2 separate regions of the Zea mays genome follow, and region 2 is linked to region 1. The links are chromatin contacts, called in public Hi-C maps. All regions are on one chromosome and are shown on one strand. Each heading gives the region's core, a stretch centred on a gene start, on an enhancer-like site or on the middle of the called end of the contact. The rest is flanking DNA. Distances are from core to core; before and after follow the strand shown.

Region 1 (5,322 bases), core at 1,702-4,201:
GGAACCTGTAAGTGAAGCAGCAGTAATGATTTTGTGTGTGTTTCAGTGTGTGGGTGGGTGGGGCCTGGGGGTGGGGATGGGGGGATGGAATTGATCAAAGTTACCTAGTGCATTGACAGGCGAAATAGGTGTGCTGAAGAACAGAACGGAGGAGACGATCACAACCACACGCTTTACGCAGTTGGCGACGGAGTGTGTCACTGGCGACACTCTCGACAAGATCAAGTACGAGAGCTGCCATTTGCAATAGAAGACCATGCATCAAACACAAGCTGTTCTTTTTGGAGGCAGAGGAAGAGGCGAAGAGATGAAGAACATGATTGTCTCCTCACCTTCTGATAGCCATGGAAGCACAGACCTGCGAGCGCTGCTCTCACGCACAGCTCTTGGAGGTTCAGGCCCTACGTGATATCCAAAACAAGATCATGGTAAGCTCGTAGTCTTGGGAGTGACGACACAGCCGATTGAAGTATACCTTGTCTGAATTTAGAAACGCTTACCGTGCTCTGGAGGTATCCTGGGGTGAACTTGATGCCTTCGGCAAAGATCATCAGAGGGCAGGACAGCAGAAACGACAGCACAGTGATCACCGAGAAGAGATTTATGTCATCCATAACATCCTGCGTCACGAGACAGTTCTCATTAGTGTTCACCGGCCGAGCGGTACTACTCTGACGGAAGGAAGATTCACCTTGTCACCGGCAAGGAGTTTCTTGCTGAGGACGTTCCTCGATTGGTTGGTCAGATTGGACGCCATGGCGCTCCAAAACCCGGTCCTGATGATACCCAGACAAAGTTACAGTGTACAACCGTCAAGATTCCTCCAATCATTTGAGTCCCAACAGCAAAAAAGGGAAAGAATCGCTCGGTACTACAGTAGGATCCAAAGATTCTCCAATAGGCAAATAGGTAGCGCCGTAGCGGGCATCACTGACCAGTTGAAAGAAACTTCGGTGAATGACGCCAAGGCGACGCCGCCAACGATCGGCACGAGCGAGCCCAGCACCGGAAGGGAAGGAACCTGCATACCAAGCATGGAATGGAAACTGATCATAGGCTCCACCTTTTTCTTTTCTGGTTTCTTCTCGATTCCATTCACGGCGGAATCGGCGAGAGTGCTTTTTCAGGAGGGTGCGAGTGCGACGACGGAGCGAGAGGGTGGCGAACCTCGCCGAGGAAGAGGGCGGAGAGGACGACGGTGAAGAAGGGCTCGGAGGCCTTGATGGTGTGCGTGAAGGAGACGGCGACCTTGCCCAGGCTCATGTTGGTGAACACCGTGCCCAGCATGTGCCCCACGGCCAGCGGCGCGATCTTGCCCAGCTGCAGCCGCAAAGTTAAGTTGCCGCCGGCAGGTTACGAACCAGCAAACCAAGCGGGGGGAAGCGAGAGAGAGAGGAAAAATTGCAGCTTCCCCTCGCAGGAGAATGGCCTCACCTGCGCAGCGGAGAGCCTGGGCGCCGGGTGGAGCCTGGTGGCCCACATGAGGAAGATGAGCAGGGAGCCGAACGCGAGCTGGAAGGCTGTGATGGTGTACGGCAGCGGCAACGGCAGCGCGCCGAGAACCTGCAACGGGGGACGACGGTTGGTGTTGATCATCAGGGGGGGAGAAGAGTGGAGGGGATCTGAGGATCTCTTGAGATGCTGCGGTGAACGGCCGCCGGCCAGACCTGCTTGTTGTAGATGTTGAAGTAGATGTTGAGCAGGTACCACGCGACGATCATGGCGCCCAGCTGCGCCGTGGCCGCAATGCCACCGCCGTCTGTCGTCACCGCGGCGGCACTCGCGTCGTCCGCCGGCACCGATGCCGCCGCCGCCGCGGCCTTGGCGACCTCCCCATTCTTTCCGCTGCCGGACAGCAGCGGCAGAGGCCTGAGCCGCCCGCCCCCGCGGGCGCGGAGGAGCGGGGCGGCGGTGGCGCCGCGGGGCCCGAAGTGGTTGTAGTAGTAGTCGGAGGAGGAGGCGCCCACGCCGACGTGGCGCGAGGCGAGGACGGCCGCGCGGCCGCGCGTGGCCCGAGCCCAAGAGGCTCCGGAGACAGAGGTCCCCCCCGCCGCCGCGCCCTGCATCATCTTGCGCGGTCTTCCCGCGGAACGGTCGCCGGCCACGCTTAAAATACTCGTGGTCGTGGCCTCGTGGCGCTACGGAAAGGTGGCGCCGGGCGTGAATCTTCCCGGGATCCCGTACTCGTTCGTGCCTGTGGCTCTGGGATTATACCAATACGAGCACGTCGAGTAGTGAGCCAGTGAGACGACGCGAGGCAGGTTGGCAGGGCCCGCAGTGCACAAGCACAATTGGACTTGTTGCGTGGCGGCTTTTCTTTCTTCGTCCGACCTTGGCAGTTGGTCGTGTACTCGTGTCCATGTCGTCGGCAGCTTGACCCTGTTGGATCGGGCACATGTTCCTTTTTTCCTCCGATCCAGAAAGTAGCGTCACCGGTGAGGTGAGCTCAGGAATACATACACGCTTGACGCGGGGGCGGGGACGAGGGAGATAAACGGTCGAAGATCAGGCACATCATAGTGCTCGAGAATTCAATTCGCAAGATGGGGAATAAGGCCAGGGGACATCATATTCATTTCTCTGAAAGAAAAAAGGACTAACGGGAGAAGAGAAGGACGCATCCCACCAGGCGTGCGGCATGCCCTCTCGTGTGCTCGGAGCGTCAGGTCAGCCCGCCTCGTCGGCCATGCTGTGATCTGAAATGAGTCCGGCGGCGCTTTCGTCGCGATAGTGGATCTTTGCTTTCCGCGAACGGGGCCGGCGATAAAGAGGACGAAGCCCCGGTGAGCCATGGGATGGGAATATAAAGAATTCGTTGGTGGTTGGCTGCCAATTCAAGGCGAGAGCGGCGGGGCGCGGGTGGAATCGACCGAAACGCTGTCGTGGCCGTGCAGTGGAGGATGACGCGCGCTCGACGGAGACGGCGACCGCCCGCCGAGTGAGACGACGACGACGACGAAAGTCCGATCGCAGGCCTCGTAGCCCAAAGTCCTTTGCTGGTACAAGTGAGCCGCGATTGCTCTCACGCTTCGGGTAGGGTAGGCCCATTATTCAGACTGGGGGCCGTGTTGGTAAAGGCCCACCTCCCATCTCGGCCCGCCTAACTCACCGGGGCGCACACTTCGGCAGTTGAGAGAACAAACGAACTGGTGGGTGGGTTGGGGGGTCGTCGCCGCCGGCCGGTGGAGTTGCTCGCTCCTGCCTCTTGGATCTGCCGCCCGGTGGTGGCTCGCCGCCAAGGATGGCGCGGGCGGAGAAGATACGCTCCGGTAGCACGGCGTTGGCGACGGCTTCGACGGAGACGCCAGGCAGGTCGACGGACCACCGGAGGGCGCTCTACTTCGCCGCCTTCCTGGTGCTGGCCGACGCCGCGCTCGTCGCCCTCATCGTCGCCTTCGTCCCGTGTCTGTAGCTCCGAGCGCGAAGCCTCATTGCTCAGCTCTCCTTGTCTCTGCGTCGCCGCTAAGCGGGTCTGTTGTTGCTTCTGATTGCAGATACCAAGATCGACTGGGACGCCTACATGTCCCAGGTGCTAGCGCAATTGGGGAGCCTTTTTTTTTATCGTTTCCCCGCTGTTTTGGTTCAAGAGTTTCGAATTTGGGATGGTGGTGTGATCTTGGTTGGCGGCTGCTGGTGTGTGCTTCCTGCGCTAGGTGGACGCTTTTCTGGAGGGGGAGAGGGACTACACCAAGATCGAGGGAGACACAGGGCCATTGGTCTACCCGGCCGGATTCCTCTACGTCTACTCCGCCGTTAAGTTCCTTACGGGAGGCCGCGTCTTCCCTGCTCAGGTCACGGCTCAGCCAAATCTGTTTATCAGCACGAACTCGTTTCTTCTGTTGCTTCCTCCCACCTCATCATGGTCAGATGTCTGGCAGTGTTTTAAGACTGATGAGTTTGTCTGCAGATTTTGTTTGGCGTCTTGTACATTGTCAACTTGAGCCTCACTCTTCTGCTTTACGTCAAGACTGAAGTGGTATATAGTTGTGCAATTGATCACTCTTTTCTAACCTCTGGTTCTGCTATAGTTCAGGGATTCACATCTAAAACTGTCTTTTCCTTAGAGCAACTCCAACCATGAGCCTTATAGTTAAGCCTTATAATTTAATTTACTACCCGTTTCTATTTGTTTAGGGCCCAAATTCAATTATCGATTCCAATCATAGACCCTAAAATAGCTTACGTTTGCAACTACCTCATGTTCGTGTACGTAGCCCCCTCTATTTCCCTCCCACTCTGAACACCATTCCCGCCCTTTTTTCCGATTGCTTCCAGAAAATTGTTGAGCCCTCGCTAGCGGCTGCGACCGTGGGGACGGCGGCCTTTGATCTATCAAGCACCTAGCATATCAAGAGGAGGGGAGATGTGAGACAACAGACAAGAGCCTAGCAAATCAAGAGAGGAGCTGGGAGACGAACCACGGGGAGGCAGGATGATGGAGAGAAGGCGAGATGGAGAGGGGACGATCGTCTTCTTCATCGGCTCGTCGCCGAGAAACGAATGGGGTGACCTAGCGATGAGATTGGGGCGGGCGTGTGGGTCTGGATCGGTGGCGGCGAGGAAGTTGTCTCCGTGAAATGTCCAGCGGAGGTTGGAAAGACCGCGAACAGTATTGGGCCGCACGTTTTGAGTCCCAAATATGCCACTCTTTAGCTTGAGCCCTAAAACATTTACATGAATTTTATTAAAATGAGGCTCCTGTTGGAGCTCCCCTCTCTTGTTTAAGCCTTATATTTCAATTTGTTTCAGTGTTTAGGGCTCCTGTTGGAGTTGCTCTTAGTCCTTTGTTTAGTTCAGCAAGGATAATTTTGACAAACTGATTGATATTATGTCATGACGACTCATCTAGAAACAAATCATTGTTTAGTTTGACTAAGATATAATATCTGTAGTGTTGGCTATTCTTGTCTAAAACAATCGTTTCTTCACTTCCGCAAGACTGCAAGGATAATTCAGTAATTGGTAGTTTGGTAGGCTGTTATGGCGATTCAAACTTTCTTGAGTTTCTTCAATTAAGCTTGTAAAACATCTGTGTGGCCAAGTTTCGATTACATTCTTTGTTCTTTGTTGTTTTTGTATCCACATACCTATTTTGTTTCTGATTCCTTCCTATCTCTCAATAACAATGACAGCTTCCATGGTGGGCTTTAGGTTTGCTTTGTTTGTCCAAGAGGGTTCACTCCATCTTTGTTCTCCGTCTTTTCAATGACTGCTTCGCCATGACATTGCTCCACGCTGCTATGGTTTTGATCATTTATCGCAAGTGGTACCTTGGTCTAGTAGTTTTCAGGTGACCATGGTAGTATGACAGTAAATGGCATT
Region 2 (5,079 bases), core at 592-3,091, 220 kb after region 1:
CGCCGTTTGTTTTTGCCACGTAGTGCTCTATATTTTTATTACTTAGAATGGAATTTTAGTATGCAGCTAATGGAGTGACTAATGAAAATATCATCTTTTCATACAATAGCTAATTACCACTAACTTCTTCAAAACTATTTGTTCCCAACTTAAAGGATATCTAAGGATCGAAGCGACATATTGAAGAGTTATAGTTTCATATAAACTGGGTTAGGTTGTGCAGTTTTCTCTTCATTTTTAGAGCAGACACTTATATTATTGTTTTTTCTTCACTGCGAGGAATTACACAACTACTGTTTCTCTTTCCTCTCTGTCAATAACTATTCCATTACTCCAATGACCATCATATTCGCTCTCAAAGAAAAAAGAACCTCACTGTAAGATAGGTATGTACTTCAACCTTTTAGAAATACGTCTATTTCTTTGTGTAGTCATTTTAAATTTAGAATGCATTAATTTCCTAAACTTCTCCCTCAAAAGCTTAGATATGAAATTGTGCATTATTTTTGTTTCGGTGTAAATGTGTACCTATAAATTTTCCACATATTTATTCATCTTTTCACAAACTTCTACAACCCTATATATTGCATTATTAATCACATAAAAAACTTTTTATGTGCATACTTTTACTTACCAAATATTTTCTTTGTGTTTCATACTAAATTTTACATCGCGCGTAGGGCGCGCAAGATACACTAGTCCAATTTAAATAGCAAGCATCCACTACAACCCTAAGAGCTAAAGGAGAAAAAACAAATAGGCACGAAACTCATCTCCTCCTTCAACACAACATAGCGCATCTCCCTATGATGAAGCTGAAATAATTAACAGTACATTAGTTTAGAAGAAAGAAAAATTGGCTGGCCTCCTGTGAGTCAACTTTTGCATGGCATGATGAAATCTGAAACATCATACCTTGTTGAGCAACATAAATTGGTCATTGCAAACATTTTTACTCATAACATAACATAGACATTTGACTAACCTCCTCAAGAAACAAAAATATTGAATAACGGCTTGGTCTCAAGTAGTAGATGAGATGCAAAATATTTAGGGCGAGACGTAACGGGCTGTGTAACCCAGACATATTCAGAAAAATCAATCCAACTGGCAGCTGAAGTTCCCTGACCAAAGGCCAAAATGAACTAAGCTCACTTTCAAAGATCCTGGGGGCGGTCCACCTATGGCTTTTGATGGTTGCTCTGCGAAACCATTTAGAAAAAGAAACACCATTCATTAGGGAAACCCAGAAAAAAAAATCAAAAATCAAGAACATTAGCATCTAGTTTTGTATATCAATGTTTAACAGAAAAGGCTCTACAGGTCTGAATTAAAACTAGTTATCAACAGCTAGCTAGGGATAAGTCTGTACAATATAAATAAACCAGATTAAAGAACCAGTCAACATGAATAAACTGATTTTAAGAGTTAGGGATTGAAGTCCTTGACCGATTAAACAGAATAAAGGACCAGTCCCTGTGAATGTTTTGATATGGGATGATATAATAACAGACAACCAAAATTGAGAGTGGCAAAATCACAAATTTCTCCCCGTGCGCGGATCAGAAGGGGCAAAGTTGGGCCGGAGACGGGGCGGAGGCGGAGCCGGTGGCCGAGAGGTTGTTGGGCCGCGTTGGGCTTACGTCTCGTTATCGTTCGTAAAGAGAGATCAGGGTCGGGTGTACCGAACCGTCTAGCTAGTTCTTGGATTTTCTGGGCCCACTTGTAAACTTTGGTCCTTTGTTGGGTTACCAGCCCAACGGTGCATCTCGATTGCCGACTGCGGGTGAAGCAGAAGCACCGGCCGGGTGACCGCCGCCGCCGGCCGTTTCGATTCATTTGCGGGCCGCTGCGCGTCCCTCATACCTCACCGCCGGCGCCGCGCCGTCCTCTCACCTATCGCCACGCGCGTTCCCGCCCGCCCCTTCGACCTCCATCTACTGCCTCGCGGCGTTGCTTCCCGATGTCGTTCCGAGGTCGTGGAAGAGGGGGCCGAGGGCGAGGGAGAGGTGGGGGCTTCGGGTACGACCACCCGGCCAAGCACGTGCCACACGAGGACTTTCCGGTAAGTCTCTGCTCCACTGGCTCCGCCCCGACGCTGCATTGCGTGGTGCGGTATAAGTAGAACTGATGTGCTTGCATAATGAGCAGGACATCGCTCTGCCTGAGATGAAGTGCGCCAAGGCGAGCAACGAGGAGAAAGCGCTGATTGTGTCCACCTTGAAACTCGAGGAGTTCTGGAGGAGTTCCTGCTACTACCTGGAGGAGGATGCTCCCAAGAAAAGTACTAGGGCTGAACTTATCACGGCTTCTCTTTTTGTTCATCATGCTGATTCTTCGTAATGGTATAGTGGCGTAGTGCTCCTCATCTTCGGTTCTGCTTGCTTGCTTGCTCGGAAGTCAAGATTTTCTTTAAACCTGTTGGGTAGGCAATCAACCCTGTGAATCATCTGCAGGCATCAACTTAGTTTTTTCAATTAGTTGGTCCATAAATTTGGAGGAAGCCTCAAATAAATTGCCGTGAAGTTGTCAAACTTGGTTTACCTATGCAGTAGGCAACAACTCTCGAAAATTGTTCATAGATCAGTCAATTCAGTCTTTGGTGAAAGCACGTTATGTTTTGTTCGAGTAAGTAAATGATCAAATAATTAACTACAAACAGTGTTGTATGGAAAGTAATTTTGTACTGCTATCTGTTGAAAAGAATTCCTATATTATTGAGCGTCCTTTTATTTGGTTTTTTATCCATTGTTTCAAAAGGTTCATATGCATTGCCAGTTTTGTTATCTTACTGTACTAGCTGGTACTCTTTGGATTATATTGTTATAGAATGAGAAACTTGTAGAAACGATTTTACAAAATCATAAAAAGCAACTTTGTTCATTACTAGTGCCGTGACTTTGTTCTGTTAATCAATTTTTACTGTATCATCTTTAAGCATTCTTTTTTTTTGTCGTACTTTTTTTTGCAATGGTATTTTCTAGCTTTATTTTGATATAATTTGTGTTGTTACCTTAATTATCTTATGATTTCATATGTTGTCAGAGAATGAAGACAAAGAGATTGAAAGATTTTCTGATAGGAAACGTAAGACACAAAGCAAACGTGAAGGTCTTGCGTCATATCTCAAACTAGCTCCTTCAAATTTCCCTTCTGAACTGGTGCAAGGTAGTCTTGACTCTTGAACTCATTTGTATGCAGTATTATTTGTTTTCAACTCTATGTTTTCCGCATAACTACCATTATATTTTGTTCCTTTTAGGATCTAGAAGAGGGCAAGCAACCAACAAGAAACTCCGGTGGGATAAGGAGTCAGGTTTTACTTCTTTATAAAATTATCTGCTTTTCACGACTCTATTCCTGTTGGGTAGCACGAAGAACTGAAGGGAACACTTGCTACTGCTAGTTGTTACTTAGCTGTACTTCAACCTTTTTACTTAGATTGTACTTTTGTGTTTGACAGATGAGCAGGCATTTGAAGCATTTGAGAAGCTTGAACAAAAGCACAAGGCAAGAGCCTCACCTTGCCCTTGTATTTTGAAATTCTAGTTTAGGTTTGTATATAGGGTTAACCCGGTGAGCATGTTTGAATTTAGCTCATATTATTGTTGGTTTAAAGTTTGAGCTATGTTTCTCATCACCATACTATCGAGCTTGTGCCGAAATGTTAATACCAGAAGCGTGCGGCTATATTCTTCTACTGTTTTTTGTAGGCTCTTATCATCTTCTACTGTTTTTTGTAGGCTCTTATCATCTTCTACCATATTAACTTCTCTTTGGTTGTAGGATGGAAGCAAGGTGGAGAAGGAAGGTGATGACGAGGATGAGCAAGAAGAGGAAGTACAAGAGGAGGAGGAAAATTCAGACGATGACTATAATCAAGTACATACCACTGAACTGAATTTGTTTTCTCGGGTTTCTGTGATGTAGTAAAAGGGATCTGTTTTTAGCTTAAGTGATTATTATATGTATCTCACTCTGGTGCCTCGACCTTTACCCTGTAGAATATCGAGTTTGATGACGATGATGATGACTGGAACCAAGAGGATGAAGCACGTAAGTTTCCATTTGAACTTCTATTCGTATGACTTTTTTTAACGTTTTCTTTGTCAAAATCAAAAGCATGCACGTTTATATACTTTCTGAAAAAAATATTGTTTTCTTTGGCAGAGGAAGACTTCTACGATTAATTATGGATGAGCATATTTTTTCTCCTTTTTTCCTCTCCTTTTCACTTGTGACTTCACCCAGCAAAATTATTAGAGAGCAATCTTTATTCTGGTATTTCTAGTCACGATGGTCACGTGCTTTGTTAGAAACTCAGGAATATCAGAACAGTGAAAGACGACGTTGCTAACTTGCATTACTACGCATGACTTCAGACAGCCACTAATATGGAGTGTGCTTCCTCGTCAAAACAGAGTGCACATCTTGTCTTTTAAATAATTAACCAATTTTAAGTTTGACATAAAAATATATTAAAAGGATTAAGATGGTGAATTAGTTTACTCTAAATATCTTTTGAACATATAAATCTTTCGAATAGCCTATTTTTTATATCTTATGTTTAGGATGGCAATGGGTACCTAATACCTGATGATTAAAAACCCTATTAGGCTATTAGGTTCCCGGTATGGCAAAAAATTTAAAACTCATTGGTATTTTATTGGATCATTTGTTGTACCTATCGAGTATGGTGAGTATGAGTATGTCTGCCTCATACTCGTAACTGATAGGAAATCCACTAACATATGATATATGGGTCTTAATTAAGGTGTTTCATATAAAATATTAATGAAGTATGAGGTTTTAACATCTTGTATTTTAGTATTTTTTTAATTCAAATGATCATGTTCAGTATAATGTTAGTGATTATGGGTACCCACTACCCGTGCTGGGTATGAGTATGGTGTAATTTTATACTTACATGTATGCTTTTTTCTCTAGTGAGTATAGATATAACTTTATGTGTCTATTGGGTATCTTACCCATTGTCATCCCTACTTATGTCTAACGAGCTATCTATTACATACTTAGCATCGAGTTTTGCACCATAAATTTCAATCATATTCTAGATTA

What was found. Hi-C and Micro-C count contacts between places; a contact is called where the count stands out from the background.
Region 2: a Hi-C map of endosperm shows a contact between it and region 1, with 3 times the contacts expected there. The contact joins the promoter of LOC100276973 here to the promoter of LOC103649694 in region 1. A contact is called at or near these places in 4 of 25 Hi-C or Micro-C datasets (ear, endosperm, leaf and 1 more).

Annotation. Positions count from the first base shown.
Region 1 is chr3:12,248,436-12,253,757 of Zm-B73-REFERENCE-NAM-5.0, forward strand. It overlaps LOC103649694 (phosphoenolpyruvate/phosphate translocator 3, chloroplastic), which reads right to left and starts at 2,952. Exons shown (of 9, transcript XM_008675425.4): 1 at 1,668-2,952; 2 at 1,435-1,563; 3 at 1,168-1,320; 4 at 936-1,021; 5 at 692-776; 6 at 501-620; 7 at 333-401; 8 at 105-234. The coding sequence starts at 2,069. It overlaps LOC100276684 (Dol-P-Man:Man(5)GlcNAc(2)-PP-Dol alpha-13-mannosyltransferase), which reads left to right and starts at 3,217. Exons shown (of 13, transcript NM_001150411.2): 1 at 3,217-3,404; 2 at 3,495-3,529; 3 at 3,654-3,791; 4 at 3,908-3,976; 5 at 5,133-5,290. The coding sequence starts at 3,242.
Region 2 is chr3:12,465,550-12,470,628 of Zm-B73-REFERENCE-NAM-5.0, forward strand. LOC100276973 reads left to right here and starts at 1,842. Exons shown (of 8, transcript NM_001150656.1): 1 at 1,842-2,065; 2 at 2,152-2,284; 3 at 3,046-3,168; 4 at 3,263-3,316; 5 at 3,464-3,510; 6 at 3,787-3,882; 7 at 4,005-4,056; 8 at 4,171-4,354. The coding sequence starts at 1,964. The coding sequence ends at 4,190.